2 separate regions of the Sus scrofa genome follow, and region 1 is linked to region 2. Evidence: chromatin contacts called from public Hi-C data. All regions are on one chromosome and are shown on one strand. Each heading gives the region's core, a stretch centred on a gene start, on an enhancer-like site or on the middle of the called end of the contact. The rest is flanking DNA. Distances are from core to core; before and after follow the strand shown.

Region 1 (2,845 bases), core at 227-2,726, 120 kb before region 2:
AAATCCGGACCGTGTTCGGCTTGTCACTTCTACTCAACTCTCTTGAACATCTGGGTTTTCCTGGGATGTCTTGTTAGGGCTGAATTGTGTGGCCCTCCCCGAATTCACAGGTTAAAATCTTAACTACGAGTGCCTTTGTAGGTGACTGTAAATAGAGACAGGGTTTTGAAGAGGTAATTCGTTTCCAGTGAGATCCTGGGGATCTGGTGTCCTGGGGAGGAAATGAAATTAGGACAGATAGTACAGAGGGAAGCCACGTGAAGGTGTAGAGAGGACATGGCCATCTATGAGCCAGGGAGAGAGGGCCAGAAGAAACCCAGCCTGCCCACACCCTCCTCTTGGACGTTAGCATCTGGAACCGTGAGAAAATAAATTTCTATCGCTTAAGCCACCCAGTCGGAGGTAGTTTTCTATGGCAGCCGGAGCAGACACACACACCTGCTCGGCTTAGTCTGTGTGTTTAATAAAAGCGGGTGACACTTCCGCATGTTGTAAAGAAACAGAGGGGACATGAGAGCTGATTTTACACATCCGAAGCCCAACCTCACAGACGGCGAAGCTGCCTGGTTCTCTGGAGCCCCACGAGGACCAAGGAAAGGAACAGAAACTGAGTGATGAGCCAGGCCTTAGGATAAGCTCTTTCACTCCTTGGAATCCCCAGGACATCGTTATCTCCACCTCTCAGATGGGGAAGATGATTCCCTGAGTGCTGAGTGTACTGACAAGGGTGTACCTGCAGAAGGGAGAGAAAAATCCGGGGTTGACGCCAAAGCGTATGCTCCCCCCTCTGAGGCTCACATCTGGTGTGGCTGTGGCTGTGACATAAGCTGGCAGTTGCAGCTCTGATTTGACCCCCTTGCCTGGGAACTTCCATATGTCTCAGGTGCAGCCCTAAAAATTAATTAATGGGAGGCAGGTGCCCCCTCTAAAGATTGAGCTCTCTTAGCACGAGAATGGATACCAGGCGTGGCAGGAAATCCAGGCGGGGCTGGGAGACAGGGCATGCGGACGCCAGGGTTTCCAGCCACGTGTCTGCTCCAGCACAGCCTGGTCAGGTGCAGTCTTTATGCCCTGACGCAGGCGCACACACCCGGAGGAGCTGACCTGAGTCACTAAGGGGTGGAATTTGAAAGGGCGCCCCCAAGGGATTCTAGCTGCGATTCCCGGCGTTGTCCCTGTTCAGATCCTTCAGGAAGGGAGTCGGCTGGGATGCTTCTAAGCCCTGAAGGTCCGCAGCTCCTGGACATCTATGGAGCCTTGAGGGGATACACAGCACACTGGCTCGGTGCCTCCAGAACATTCCCCAGAGACGAAGTCAGGGTAACCACACCGGATCTTCAATGACCTCAGCCTCTTTTTGCACAAACACAGCAGTCTGGCTAAAGAGAGTGGCGGAGAGGGCCCAGGAATGCCCTCGGCAGGTCAAGACCAAGGCCCCACGAGGCTGGTCTAAAAGTCAGCTGTGTTTGCTCTCATTTGGTCAGATCCAGGGAGGGGAGTGGAGAGCAGCTGGGCAGGCAGGTCAGCTGCTCACACCACCACCACCCTGTTCTGTGCCTGCTGAGGCAGGACAAGCCGTTCTGCCATGTGACCCTGCCACGGAGCCGATGACAAAGCCCAGGCTGATGGCACCAGGCCGCACAGCCCTCTGGTTCCAGCTCGGGTCACTTAGGCCCCTCTGGAAGCCCAGCCTCGTCCTGGGGCGAAGGAAGGATGGCCAGGCGCCTGGGCGGAGGCGCACAGGCTCAGTGCCCAGTCAGCAGGCCACTTGTCCCCTTCTGACCCTGGCCCCAGTGCCAGCAACTGCACTTAGCCCAGCATCCACCTCCCCTTCCTGCTTCCTCATTCCCTCCCTCCTGTTTCCCCCGAACTCAAGCCGGGGGCCCTGGTCCACCCCCGGAGTTCCGGTCCACCCGGCTGGTTCTCTCCAGCACTTGAGGAGGAGCCCTCCCGCCCAAGGCTGAGAAATTCACTACCAGCCTCAGCTGTAACTTCTATAGGGAATCACTTGTGAACCCACCAAGACTGGGTTACAGGTTATCCTTCTGTGCTCCTAAAGCCTCCTGGATAATGTTTATGACATGGTCTTAAAATTATCTGTTTACTGGCCCTCTACCCTACTAGAATATAAGCACCTTGAGGGTATGAACTGGTTTTTTGTTGTTGTTGGTTTTTGTTTTTTTTTTTAATCCCTGTATTCCCCCCCTTTTTTTTTTTTAAGGGCCGTACCTGCAGCACATGGAAGTTCCCAGGCTAGGGGTCAAATCAGAGCTGCAGCTGCCAGCCTGCACCACAGGCCCAGCAGCGCCAGATCCGATATGCATCTGTGACCTACACCACAGCTCATAGCAATGCTGGATCCTTAACCCACTGAGCAGGGTCAGGGATCGAACCTGCATCTTCATGGATACTCATCAAGTTCTTAACCTGCTGACCCACAAGGGGAACTCCACCTGTATTCTTAATGCCTGGCCTGAGATAGAAATTCAAACAGCGTTGGATGAATAAATGGATGAGACAGAAGGAAATTTTAAGGGATACTCGAAGAGCTCCCCATCCAAGCCAAAGCCCATGCTCATTAATCGCTACCCGGGGGCACTCAGTTCAGAAGGCCTCTGGGAAAGCCCAGGAAGATCCTGACACATGGTCCTGATAGGAAAGGATTCATCCATGGATCCAAACGATGCCCTCCCAGGCCGAGCAGAGGAGGGAGGGAGGGCAGCCTTGAGGTCTCCTGCCTGGCAGGGAGAAGTCAGCAGTGCCAGGCACCTGGTGACAGAGAGGGAAGCAGGGCACGAGGAGGGCTGGAAGGAGGGAGGTGAGTCCTGTAAGCCCAGGGGCCGAG
Region 2 (2,700 bases), core at 71-2,570:
GATCACACAGGGTTTGTGAAATGCAAGGGCGAATGGTCACTGCAAGAAGAGTTAGGAGCTTACAGCCTGGTGGCTGATCCTAGCTCCTCTGTCCATGGCGTAAACATTGTTCCAACAGACACTTGAACGTGCAAAGCAGAATTTTAAGTAGATACAGTCTGATTTCCTCGAGAGGAGATGTGACATACAGGAAACCCACTTAAGATGACAAAGCACCAACCTCACTTAATACCAAGTTGATACCACAATTAGTGCCTTGAAAAAAATGGGGGGGGGGCACACGCGCGCAGGGCTGGAGGGGTGTCCTGCTGTTTATTTCTCAGTGAGTCACCACAAAGGGACAGGTACGCGCAGGCTAAAAGCACCTCTGGGTAAGAATCTAAACACCTCTCTCTTCTCACACTGGTCCTGGTTTTGAGGATCGAAACTGCCTACTTCCTGAAAAGTAAACACTTCAAGCTCACACTCCGTTGCAGTCAGAAGGGACTCGTGCAGCGAGGCGTTCCCCATGGGGCTCCCTCGCTTCCCCGCCCTGCCAAGTCCCTGACCCGCTCCGCAGATACTGTTCCTCGGGCTACCAGGTCCCACTGAGAGCCGAGTCTCCTGATGTCCTGATTCTCGGACAGGCTCAGGGAGAAGAGCGTGAGCACGACACAGACAGCCATGTGGCCATCAGCCAAAGACATCCGGAGCCCAGCCGGCCGCTGTTGGAGGGAAAGGCAGACCTGGCATTCACGGCATTCACAGCAGGGGGCGCCAGATCTCCCAGCCAAGTCCGGGCCTCTTTGCTTGAAACCTCTAAGCTTCAAGGTCGCTTGACAGGTGGTAGGTGTAGGACCGAGGAGCCACAGGGAAGGAAGAAGGAAAGGGAGCTGGGGAGGGAATGGCTGATCTGGAAGGGACATCCGCCACCATCCCGATTCCTAGACTCTGAGATAGAGGGTGCAGGCATTGCCCCTCACAGGTGTGGGGAAGTCTGGAGTCAGATCTCCACTTATCAGCTGGGAAGCTCTCAGCCGGGTCTGGCGATGTCCTGGTTTGGGTCATGATGGAGAGCAGGCAGTCCTCTGGCCATTTAACAGTGCCTGGGTTTCTGCTTCCAGGATCACAGCTCTAATTCTCCCATCCCCACACACCCTGACGGCCCAAACTGAGCCCAGGGCCGAGCACCTGAATCTCACCATCAACTGCTCTTGGATTGACCAAGAAAAGGCTTCTGAGGGGGAAACATGGTTTTTCATTAACTGGTGGGTTAACGACCCAAGGAAACCCTAGGACCTTGAACTCTAAGCCACTTCTGAAAAGGGCTGGACACTTTCCTCAATTGTGTTCTGCTGGTACGTTTTCTCTGGACTGGAGAGCAGGGCCTCTTCCTTCCGCTGCCCCACCCTCCTCACCAGGAGCAGATGGGACACCAGCCGGGTGCTCTGTGAAGGATGGACAAACGCAGACAGAGGGATGGAAGGGGTCTGGTTTCTACAGATCCTGCCTCGGCCCAGGCTAGGTTTTTCCTTCTTTCCCGTCGTCCGTGGCGAGCCTTGTTTTGCAAGGAAATATATCGGTGAGCTCAGAGCGCCACATACTTCCCCGGTGAGCCTCAGCTCACTCCTTCACTATTAATCTCTGGGAGGTTGGCTCCCCAAGTGGCCCCATTTCCAGTTTTATCTGAAACAAAAATAGACTCTTGCAAACATTCCAGCCTTTGGGTCATCAGTTCACAGGCTTCGTCCAGCCCTGGCTGGGGTTCCTCTCGCTGAGCTCACTGGGAGCACCAGGGCTGCCTGGGCACAGCCAGCTGGTGGACACTGTGGCTTGACTTCACCCAGCATGTCCTTCCTCCAGGCCTCTCCCATGGCCCTTGGATATGAGGCTATTCAGAGACACTGATCCCAGCCAGCCAGACACTACGGCCAAGGTACAGGCCCCTGCGACCAACTATATCCTTCCTGGGACCTGATTCAGCCATCACTTAGGAGAGCTGCCACTCTTGCTGGGGGCCCGCGTTTAACTCATCCTATGCTATGGTACTTTGTTGATAATTCTTGCTCCATTGATAGAGTGGAAGCTTCTGGAGGCTAAGAGCCAGATCTGACGCTGCTCTAGGACCTCGCCAGAAAATATAACTAATATCCCTCCTATATGATTTTTACTCAAAGAGGCCTCAAGACAAGAGAAATGTTTCCTGAAGGACTGACTACAGGATAGGCACTCAGGCTAGAGAGTGTTCACAGTGGCTTAGGCCAGGCGATCAAGAGCTGCTATCTAGGTTGCTTTGCTTGACTCTCACCTTCTCCATCAACTCCCCTTAAGTTTTCCTGAATTGAACACTGTCACTGTGCCCTCTGCTCACATTGAGAACTGAGATAAGAAAGAGCCATGTGAGTTCCTGCGGTGGCTCAGTGGTAACAAACCTGATTAGGATGCATGAGGAAGTGGGTTCAATCCCTGGCCTTGCTCAGTGGGTTAAGCATCCAGCGCTGCCAGGAACTGCAGTGTAGGCTGCAGATTCGGCTTGGATGCCGCGTTGCTATGGCTGTGGTGTAGGCCAGCAGCTATAGCTCCTATTTGACCCCTAGCCTGGGAACTTCCATATGTCTCACGTGTGACCCTGAAAAAAAAAGGAAAAAAAAAAAAAAAGGGAAGAGCCATGTGAAACCCTTTGATTTATTTAGGGCCAGAAAGTTGTCTAATATTCAACAA

Evidence for each region. A called contact is a pair of places that touch in the nucleus more often than the background predicts.
Region 1: a contact with region 2 is called in a Hi-C map of heart right ventricle, with 9 times the contacts expected there. The contact joins two enhancer-like sites. A contact is called at or near these places in 2 of 47 Hi-C or Micro-C datasets (epiblast stem cells and heart right ventricle).

The regions. Positions count from the first base shown.
Region 1 is chr3:118,445,757-118,448,601 of Sscrofa11.1, reverse strand. The region is part of intron 2 of OSR1 (protein odd-skipped-related 1); the gene reads right to left. Among named protein-coding and RNA genes, the nearest start is that of OSR1, 79 kb to the right of the region's middle. Within about 2 kb of position 1,476, at least 16 of the 83 cell types and tissues checked have an H3K27ac peak or open chromatin away from gene starts, as enhancers often do.
Region 2 is chr3:118,327,186-118,329,885 of Sscrofa11.1, reverse strand. No RefSeq gene overlaps it. Among named protein-coding and RNA genes, the nearest start is that of OSR1, 40 kb to the left of the region's middle. Within about 2 kb of position 1,320, at least 6 of the 83 cell types and tissues checked have an H3K27ac peak or open chromatin away from gene starts, as enhancers often do.